Regions from separate parts of the Zea mays genome. Here region 1 is linked to region 2. A link is a contact called in public Hi-C data. All regions are on one chromosome and are shown on one strand. The core of a region is the stretch at or near the end of the contact, and the rest is flanking DNA. Distances in the headings are between cores, read along the strand shown. Region 1 holds the start of LOC100277718. Region 2 has its middle 6.7 kb from the start of TRNAG-UCC.

The links. Hi-C and Micro-C count contacts between places; a contact is called where the count stands out from the background.
Region 1: a contact with region 2 is called in a Hi-C map of ear, with 5 times the contacts expected there. The contact joins the promoter of LOC100277718 here to the enhancer-like site in region 2. A contact is called at or near these places in 3 of 25 Hi-C or Micro-C datasets (ear, leaf and tassel).

What each region holds. Positions count from the first base shown.
Region 1 is chr10:112,574,860-112,580,470 of Zm-B73-REFERENCE-NAM-5.0, reverse strand. LOC100277718 reads right to left here and starts at 3,884. Exons shown (of 10, transcript NM_001151214.2): 1 at 3,668-3,884; 2 at 3,464-3,535. The coding sequence starts at 3,733. LOC118473578 reads right to left here and starts at 2,667. Exons shown (of 1, transcript XM_035963461.1): 1 at 1,803-2,667. The coding sequence starts at 2,485. The coding sequence ends at 1,901.
Region 2 is chr10:112,379,936-112,385,374 of Zm-B73-REFERENCE-NAM-5.0, reverse strand. No RefSeq gene overlaps it. Among protein-coding and RNA genes, the nearest start is that of TRNAG-UCC, 6.7 kb to the right of the region's middle. Within about 2 kb of position 2,269, at least 14 of the 20 cell types and tissues checked have an H3K27ac peak or open chromatin away from gene starts, as enhancers often do. A contact at or near this core is called in ear, leaf and tassel, where this site is marked.

The DNA of each region.
Region 1 (5,611 bases), core at 2,635-5,134, 190 kb before region 2:
ATTACACCGTAATTTCGGGACCCATTTACGGTTACGAAACAGATATAAGATTTACGCTAAATTTCGTACTCATTTACGCTGTTTTGGTTCATGTTTTACGCTAAAATCTGTCCGAGTCAGAACCCGATCACGATGGGACGTGCGAGATTTTTACGCCGTAATTTTCGGGCCGCATTCGCCGTTTCAAAACAGATCTACGATTTACGCTAAAATTCGTAATCATTTACGCTGTTTTTGTTCACGTTTTACGCTAAAATATGTCCAAGTAAGAACTCATGCCCGGTGGGACGCATGCTGGTACGAGACGTGGCTATACCTGGCTGGGGCTTCCTGGTACTAATGGAAGCCCAGGGCTTCCATTACCTCGTCCCTATATATATATTTGTATATATATATATAATTGAATAATTGACGTATAAAATTATTATGTTGTTTTAAAGTTTATAAGATGACAAATGTAAAATATAGCCAAAAGTACTTAGTTGTTATCTGATATTATTAAAAATATCTTCTAACATTTTGTGATACAAAGTCATCGATTATATTATTGAGATCAATCTTATCCAACAATTTCTTTTCGTCACATAGAATCGCCAAGACATTTAACTTCTCTTGAGTTATTGTTGACCTTAAATAGTTCACAAAAATATTTCAATTTTAAAAACCTTTCTCCACCGATGCAACCACCATGTTACTCTCTTTATATCAAAATAGAATTCGTTTTGCTTCTTTATTGGATTCATTATTATTTAGTTGAATATAAACATAAAAATTAAGAGATAAAACAAATACTATTTTAGAACAGATGAAGTATTCGATAAATAATTGAGACATTAATTTAACAATCTAAACGAGACTAGTCGATAGCATATCGCTTTTTACATATTTGTGTATAGGATAGATAGATTTAACAGGAAAAAGTGCTAGCGTCCAATGGCTAGGGGGGCCTCTGTTTTTGGGACCCCTCAGATACGGCCCTGCCTCGCAGATTGAGCTGCACAATGTAATCGGCTGCGATACCATCTGTCACACCCCGGTGGTGATGACCGAGACGTGAGGAAATGGAGAAACTCACCTGGAACGTGCCTTGGTGATGAAGACAACGTGAACGAGTCTGTTTTCTGATTTCTCCCCGATGCCTCTTCTGCGTAGGGCTTCTTTTATGCCTTCTCTCCCAAAATCACATATTAGTCCCCCTACTCTATAGACCAATACAAGCTGCATATGTTATTGGGTTACTGTAGGTGTTACAAAGTCCTTGGGTTGTTGAATTGACCAGAATCCAACAAAATAGCAGCAGCGGCGGTATGAGCCTGCGCCCTGGAAGCAGTTGCACGCCCACTCCATTCCGACCATGAAGCGGAATATGCATGGCTTATAAATTAGAGCTGCCTACATCCAGTTTTCCATGTTTCGCAGCTGAAGAAGGTTGTGCCGCCGTTAGTTTCTGTTGCTCAGCTACCTAATCATATGGATGGACTGCAAATTCCTGAACGCATCTTGCAGTGCCGTGGGGGTCCAGAGGGTGTATCTCAGGTCCTCGTGCAGTGGTCAGGTATGCCTCCCGCCTCCGTCCTTAGCCACTTGGGAAGATCTCATTGCCCTTTGACAGTCGTTTCCGCAGGCTCCTGCTTGGGACAAGCAGCTTCTTGTCATGGGGGAATGTCAGCATCAATGCGTCGTCAGAACATGAAGTGAACATGTCTTCTTCAGATCAGTTCAGGAGCCGATGACTGCGGAGCTGAGCGCTGAGCCGAGATGATATTTGGACTTATGACCGTTTTATGGTGGGGGTGGGGCGGTGAGGAATCAACACAGCCGTATGACATTACTTTTTCGTGAATCAAGTCGAGTCTCATACATTGCAGAATGCCACAGTACACCACACATGTCGGATCCACTATTCACATGATGAGGTCGTCTTACACCGTTCGCTCTGTTCTGGCCTCACAGAGCAGTATTGGCATGTGATACAAACACGCCCACAATGGCGCAAAGCCAGTAGCAGAGGAACGCAGAAGCGAGTCTCGCAACCGCATGCGCTGCCACGCCTCCGGGGGCCGCCAAGGGTGGCCACGAGCGCCCTGCGCCGGCCGTGGCCGTGGCCATTCGCCATGGTCGCTGCTGCCGCTGTCGCTGTCGCGGGCAGCACCACGAGAAGGCCTCGTGGGACCGCTTCCACGTAATGCCGCCGGCGGTCTGCTACAACGTGGTGCATCTGCATTCTGCTCTGCATATGTGATGTGCCGCGCGCGCGCGTTTTGCCGTTTGCCGGTGGTGGGTGTGGGCTTGTGCGTGAGGCGTCCGAGGGTCGGCGGGTTGGACAGGTTCGCGTTGCATCGGAGTCGGCGGGTTGGACAGGCGTCTCTTCGTTTGTTTCGTATATACTTTTGGCCAACTGATCGCTGCGAAACTGCTCGTCAGTCTGGGTTGGGCCTTTTCTGCGGGGGAAGAAAGCCCACGAAGGGGGTCGTGGTTGCTGCATGTATTCTGGCCCAGTATGCCGCTGACATGGACGGACCTCGCTAATACTCCCTTCCCTCGTGAAAGGAGGAACGTGATATTCTTTCTTTTTTTCTCTTTTTGCAACGTCCAGGAGAATGGATTTAGCAACAAGAGAAGTCCAGGAGTATAGATTGGTCTCTTCTTGGTCTCCGACCCTCTGATTTCCCTATCGTTTGACTTGAAACAGGAGTAGGTTAGATGTGAAAAGGGACCAGCCTCACGGAGAACGTGCCATGACTCTGTCGGCCATTCTTGCCGTGGAGATAAGAGACCTGGTGTAATTCAGAGCATTTTCGGATTTTAATTACTCTGGTGCTGGGGTAGAGTTGTTTAAGTCGGTGCCTATGTTTGTAAACAATTTAGGTGGGACACTGAGGCTAAGAAGGTCTGTCCTGAACTGTGTCTGTGCAGCTTAATGCTCAAGGGTTTAGTTAACGGAAAACACTTATGCAAGGAGTATATAAGCTATTTCGGCTTATATAAGCGTAACACTTATCCTGAACTCGCCGTCGCCAGAGGAAAATCCATCCCCGCTTCCACGGGTCGGATTGGCGGGCGTGAAGACCTGGAGTATATAAGCTAGAAATGGGGGGAGGAGAGATGGCATGAGATGTAGTAAGCAGAATATTCCTCTTCTTCTTGTTCCTCACGTCTCCTACTCCGTTCTTCCCAATTCCCTCCCTGCTGTACTCCGCTACTACGAACTCTGCTACTACTACCTGGTTGAATCGTAACATGTAGTTAGTGGAAGGATTTCAGGTTTGGGGTAGAGTAGGTTGACCGCTGCAGTGTGTGCGATTTCACATCAGACGTACGAAAAATGCGCCCACCAATCCATCTATCAAGAGCACGGGCACAACTCATTCGGCCGCCGATGGTCAGAAACTCTGAAACGAATGGGCTCCAGGGCAACCTCAAGTGCACATGAATGCGGCATTTCTGAAGTTCTCTGACTGACCTCGAGTAAGAAGTCGGCGTCGCCACGCAGCGTGGGTTCCTGGCCTGGGAAGTACGGGTACTCCTCCTTGGCCTGCACGGATAGGGTTGGAGTCACCGGTAAAAAAAAAAAAAACAACCCCAGAAGGATTACTGAACTCCCCCGCGGGCCGCCAGGAGCCCAGGACGCGGAAACTGGGCTCGCGCGCGTTGCCTGCTTACGCACCTGCTGTGGCGTGGCCCAGACGTGCAGGTGGGAGTCGATGACCTTGCAGGAGGAAGAAGCGGCCATGGCGGCGGCAATGGTGGTGGTGGCGGTGGAGAGGAGCAGCCGCCTCCTTGTTGCTGTGGTCGCGAAGGAGAGGATGTCGCGAGAGGCGGTAGTGGCGCGGGGGCACAGGAACCTGCACGGGGCAACCACTGGTGATGATGACGATAAAGCCATAGAGTGTCTGCTGCCGAGTACTGCGCTCCACGTTTTTTCACCAACACAAACGCTGCAGAGCAACCGCAGACGAGTTCACGGGCCGACAAGTTACAGGGCCCAGCTGGCCTCTTAAGGCTGTTCCCAGCAGAGTCCAAATTACACTACCGGTTTCTAAACATATCATTAGTCCTAAACTGTGGTCAAAGTGCATGTTCAGACCCCTAAACTTATAAAATTGTACCATTCCAGTTTCTAAGCTTTCAATTAGGGATGGCAATTTTACCCGCGGGTTCGGATATCCACGGATATCCGACCCGTCGGATTCGGGTTCGGGTAAGAAATTTAACCCGCGGGTCTCACCCATACCCGACCCGTGATTAAATCGGGTCGGGTACGGGTTTTATCTTGTGCCCGCGGGTCTTGGCGGATATCCGAAATAATTTGAGTTTTCACTTTTGGCCCACAAGAAACCGGCGGCCCAATGTCCAGAAACCCTACTACCCTAGTCACACACACGCAGCCACGCAGGAGTAAGGACGCATCGCAGCCCCAGGCGGCCGCCGGCCAGGCCCCCAGCCGCCCACGCGTCCGGCGTCTCTCACCTCACGTCTCATCTCTCTGCTCTCTCTGTCTCTCAGCCAGTCAAGCCGCCACCGCCCACCGGCCACTGGCCACCGCCACCAGCCACTCCGCCCCGGTGTCTGGTACTCGTGGGACAGGCGGACAACGCTAGATCCGCCCCGTCGTCTGGTACTTTGGTTGCCCCGGCCGTCCATCGCAAGACCGGTTGCCCTGGTCCCTGCCGTCGTCGAGCAAGACTGGTTGCCCCGGCCGTCCAGCGAAGCAGCGAACAGCGTGGCAGCGAGCCAGCGACGCAGCGTCCCTGGCTGGCGTCCCTGGCTAGTGGCTGGCTCCCCTGCGTGTCTGCGTATCCAAATTCCAATCCATTCTCCTTCTCCGGTCCAAGGTAGCGTCTCTGTCTCTCTGAGCTAGTGAGTTAGCACTCCGAGTCCGAGGTATATTTTACAGTTGATGTCTCACTGATCTCAAATAGGTGGAGGTGGTTCTCAAATCTAAAGTAGTAAAGTTCATCCATGGCGCCTACAAGTGGATCTGGCTCCGGGACGCAAGCTAATCGTCCACCGTTGTCTTCACGTGGTGCTGCAACGAGGAGGGGGAGAGTGACCTTAAACCGATCAACTATCAATCGGGCTGGCGATGCTGCTGGTACACCTACATTGACGCCGACGCTGAGTGCAGACCCATCAAGTGCTGGTGATACTACTGCTAGTGGCACACCATCATCAAGTACTAATGCTCCACCTGCAGCAGCAGCACCACAATCAGGTATAGATAATGTCATTGTGGAAGATGATGATACTGTTATTGTTGGGACAAAGAGGAAGCTGAAATCTGATGTTTGGCTAGAGTTTGAACAAGTAACTGTTGGTGGTAAATTAAAAGCTCAATGTAATTGGTGTAAAAAGCAATTAGTTGGAGATAGTAAAGCTGGTACAACTCATTTGCGTAGTCACCTTGGAAGTTGTCAATCACGGCAAGTTAGAAAAGGATTAAAACAAGCAACCTTGAAGTTGAGTAAGGATGAACGTGGAGCAATAATAGTTGATAAGTATGTTTTTGATCAACAAGTTGCTAGGAAAGAACTCGCAATAATGATATGTGTCCACGAGTATCCACTTTCAATGGTTGACCATGTTGGTTTTAGGAGATTTTGTGCAGCTC
Region 2 (5,439 bases), core at 1,020-3,519:
GCTGATTATGAATTATGCTTAATTGGGTTTGGTATATACTTATACCTAGTAACCAGGTGTTGATAATAAAATGTTGACCAACTAAAATGCTAACCACAATAAACTTTAGTCTTACCTTGTTAACCTTGCATTTTCACCCCACTTGCTGAGCCTTGACCATAAGTGAGCTCACCCTTGCTTAATTTTGATCAGAAGTTTGCAGATGAAGATTTTGATGAACTCGATGGATGCTAGTCTAGTGATTCCCCTGGTCATCTTCCTATGGAAGGATGTCCATGTTTCGCTGTACTTTGATGGATAAAGGTTAAGACATAATGACAGTTCGAAGTATAATATGTTAATATACTCTTTATTTACGCTTTTATGCATTGTTCCTTTGATATATTACACTTGTGACGTCAACATATGTGTGGAAATAGATCCTGGCACACATATGCTATGCATTCGGTTTTGCCCTTAAAACCGGGTGTGACACATACTTATCACTTATTTTAATCTTCATAGAATGTTCCATCCTCTGCTTCTATTCTTTGATTTATAGCTATTTTTACACAGGACGAAACATGGGTTTATAGGAATCTTCTATATGAAGTAGCTCAAAGAGTTGGACGCCATTGCCATTGTATACAACAGAGCGATCTGACCTTAGCCACCTACCGGTTTTTACATGCACAATAGAGCTAGCTAGTATCACATTTATAGGTGATCCTGCTAAGAACAAGAAAAATCTATTTGGTGTTATTGCAACGGTACTGAGATTTGTAGGAGGCAATAATTTACAGTTATCTTTGCCTACATGCTATTATTTGAACACAATATTTACGAGCTTGATAGGTCTCTTTTGGAATATAAATTATGAGTCTGGTAGGTAAATAACTTATGTAATGATTCTTGGACCTTCGACCCTTTCTGCTTCAAGGATTAATGTGTGACTGTGTTTAGCCTTGAATCCAAGCGGCATGCCACTAATCTCAACAAATGCTTTTATTCAATATTTACTTGACAATTTATATCTCTGATGTTTCTTAGAGATATTTTCACGTAATATGTTACAAGGTTGTTCATGTCAGATAGAGGTTTGTTGGCCATAAATTATATTATATGAAGATTATGGGAGTCAGCCCTAAATTCATATTATCTGCAATATGCAGTTTCTTGTAAAAAAGTTTGATCTACATATCTTATAACTGAAAAATACATGAGCAGTATGTGGTTCACACTTTTTTCTTGTTTGCATTTTATAGATAGAGACGGAATATGAAGACATACAATATTTAAACCATTAGACCCATGTAACAAAATAGATTGTTTAGCTGTTATGCGCACTTAATATGGAGATCCTCATGTATCTTAGAATCAGTTATGTGTTGGATAAATGTCTTGGTTATTTATTCCTCTATTAGTGCTCTGAGCTTGTTATGTCTTGGATAGGATTCATGACAATGAGCTGTTGATTTCTAAAGTTTTCCAAGCTAACCTGTTTGATTTGAAGGCAAGAAGGTGAGCAAGGCACCTAAGATCCAGTGGCTTGTGACCCTTGACCCTTCAGAGGAAGCGCGCTAGAATCATTGACAAGAAGAATATCGCCAAGAAGTCTGAGGCTGTCGAGTACCAAAAGCTTCTTGTCTAGAGGCTGAAGGGGAAGGGAGACAGCCATAACGAGAGCTTGGCCAAAAGGAGATCCAAGTTTTCTACCTCTGCCAAGGCTTCCGCTGGCACCTCTGCTTAAGAATTTTAGTGCTTTGAAATGTTTTCAAGACCTATCTTGTTACAGCTTAAGTACCTTATGCTGCTCTGGCTTTGTTGCAACTGCTCCTGTACTTGACATATTTGTATTAGATACTCAGACTATATAGGGTAAGTTCCTAATTGTGTCCATGTACTAAATTATATATTTGTTGCTAAGTTACAATACAAACAAAATAAATTTAGCCCGACTAGCTTGCAGAAAAATGTGTTATAGTAACTAAGGATATCTGAATTGCTCCTATGTTACTTTCTATATTCATGCTTGTAATTCTATTTAGTTCCATGTGAATATTGTGTATAGGAACCATGACATGATAATGGACTGTTAGGGTTATTCGTCAAACATGACTATATGTCGTCACAACATACGGACACTCTACTGGTCTATTAATAAGAACAAAAAAACAACAAAACGCTAGTTCGGCGCTCGATCTTAGCCTACCACCGAGCTCGTATCCCAGCCCACCGCCACGGCTCATTGTGAGATTCCGAGCCCACACCTGAGCCTACCATCGAACTTGAATTTGAACCCACTATTGCTACTAGTCATGGAGATCTGGTAGTCTTTGAGCCCACTCCAAGCCTCAAGTGATGGGGATTTGGCATCTTCGCCCCACGTAGGAGTAAAAACGAGCCCAGCCGGCTGGGCTCCTCTTGTGAGCCTAAGGGCATTTTGTCATGGCTCTTTAGATGGTACCAACTATGGTTTATCGTGAAGCACTACCAAACAATTAAAAAATGGCTTCTCGTCGAGAGCCCTTTAAAAGCTAGAGCTGTTTTTTTTTGTTAGAAGCCAGAACACCAAAAACATGGCTTCTACTTGCTCCTCTTACATTTTCCATATACACCATTCAAAAAATATACAGGAGAATTTGTTTTGCCAAACGAATTGTGAAATGGGTATGACTCCTCTAGAGAAGCCAAGGAGCCAAAAGAGGTAGAGTCGGAGCCGTTTTCAGAGGAGTTGGAGTCCTGTCAAAGGGGGTTAGGAAGTTAACTCGATTCAAAGTCAGCTCGTGCGACACAACTGATCTGGTCATAAGTATGAACTCATCATCTAAATCCATACCACTATATAATCCATTAGTTTAAATTACCCCCAAACCATAACCTCTACTAAATCCACCAAACAAATTGCACTCAAACTTAACACCGCTGGATAACCTTCTCTCTTACTCAAATTCAATGGTCAATATTACTTAGATCATCCCTCATTCCTTGCTCCTCCTACTAGTGATGTCCATCACTAATAACTAGGCCTAGAAAAAACGTTCGAGCTTGTTGGCTCGCAACATCTTGGCTCGGCTCGAAGCAGCTCGCCTCGTGCCTATTTTTGTGGCTCGAGAAAAGAGCGAGCCAACTTTTGCTCGCTACCGCTCACGAGTTGGCTTGTGGCTCGACCTAACAACAATTTATTAAAAATCCTAATTAGCATATAGTCTTAGTACCAAATAAACGATTAAATTATATTATTTAAGATTATTGTACAAAATTAATATATTTCTACATTATATTAATAATATATCTATTTTACTAATTTAAAATATGTTACTTAAATTATTTTAAAGATTTTATATTATAATTTAGAGGGCGAGTTCATGTCTATGGCTAGGCTTGTTGGCTCGGCGAGCAATTAGCGAGCCAAACCAAGTCTACTTTTTTGGCTCACTAGAGAAGCGAGCCGAGCTCGTACTTGACCGAGCCACAACGAGTCGAGCTTGGCTCGACTTGTTTCCACCCCTACCGACAATCTACTCATTGTGCTCGCATTTCTCACGTGACCCTAGGCCACGCTGATCCCGCTCAAAGGCCACCCCGTCTTCGTCATAGGCGGGTCTAGCAGCTTCAGGCTTGCCATGGCCACGATCGCGACGCGGGAGGGGCGCGCGGATTTCCATCCTGGCCCACAACCACACTCGTCTCAAGGAGTTGCGCTCCGCCATCCAGCGCAACTTGGGTAGGGACAACGTCGGCGTCCATGCCACCGACGTGCACGACACAAACGTCATGGCGTGTGTGGCCAACCTTGTCAATGTTCTGGTCTCCAACCATGGTGTGTTCATGCTACATGAGCTCGAGAGGCAGGACAAGGATGAGATCAAGTTGATGGTGAACATCAACCTCATGGGCACCTTCCATCTCATGTAGGTCGCGCTTCCCGCCTCATGTAGGTCGCTTCTCAATAACTCTTTTAGTGAGACTAAAGAAAGATTCTAAGTAAATAGTTTAAACCAGAACTGACATAATATCTTTAGCCAACATAAATAGAATTGGATATATTAGTTTATGCTCATGCCACTAATTCATGATGTTGAAATCGTCCGCATAGCATATGACAATGTCACTATCTATGTACGCTGATAGCTTAGGAAGATACGGAGGTGTAAATCTAGAGGTAAATGAAGAGATAGTGTAACACCCTGATTTTGGGGTGTAAAATTTCTTTCTAATTATCACCCAAAATCATGTGTTACTCTTCCTTTTCTCACTCTAGGCTTTCTCTCTCTAGATTCTTTCTACCTTTTTCCTTTTTATTAGAAATAGCTTAAACTAGTGTAGATTAATTATTTATTTTTGTCAAAACATTATGAGTCATGAAATGTTGCATCATGCGGAGCTTAAAATATTCTTTGAAGTGTTGCACAATTTTGAATTTATTTGAATTTGAAACCTAGTTTGAATTTGGATTTGAAAAACCCTATAGAAAAAGAAATAGAAAAGGAATTAGAAAATCCAGAGAAAAAGAAAAAGAGAAAGCAGCCAAGTTGGCCCACTAAGCTCAGCCAGACCGCGCGCCCCCGCCTGTCAGCGGTAGTTCTCCCTCGCGCGCGCCCTCCCTCCCTCGCTCGCTTCTTAGTGGGGCCAGCCTGTCGGCGCCAGTTTTCTTCCCCGCGTGCTCCCTCTCTCTATCTCGCGGGCCCGGTTCGCCAGTCGCCGAGCCGTTGCCCCGCACGCCCCTTTCTCCTCTCTCTGCGTCGTGGATCCTACCTGTCAGTTCCGCCCCCTCCGCGCTCGCCATCGACCTGCGCGTGCGCACTCGCGCACGTCGCCGGATTTCTCGGCCACGACGCCCGCCCACGCGCCCAGCTCCCTTCTTAGAGCTCCACTAGTGCCTCGCGCACACCCCTCGCCTCATTTCGCACGGCTTCACCCTCGCCATCCAGCTCCCTTCTTAGAGCCCCACCAATGCCTCGCGCCTGCGTTCTCGGCCATCCAGCTCACCGGAGACCGCTCCAAGCCTCCCCGAGCTCCGCCTCGAGGTGAGACACCTGTCCCCGTGCCCAATTTCCCCTATTGCGCCCTTTGTTCGGTCAATTTCGCCTTCGCTAGTGCTCGGCCGCGGCGATCTGCCGTGCTCGTGCGGTGGCCAGCCGATTTAGCCCGGTCTAGTTCACCGGAGTAGGTCCCTGTGTCACCCCTGCCTCTGCTGAAGCTAGCCAAGGCCTTAGCGCGCCTAAAGCCCCCTCCCCGTGGCCGGAATGGCTCACCAGAGTTCCTCACCGCCGTTCTCCCCTCTCTACCCGTGGATTCATGGCCCTTTCCCCGCCATCGAGTTCGCTGTGGCACCCTCTTCCTCTCTACCCAACTTCGGTGACCCCGGACACCCCTAGATCACGCCTGCCTCAACTCCAGCGACCTCACCGCCACGGAGAGGAGCAGCGCCGCCCGCAGCCATCCGTCCCCCTGGTC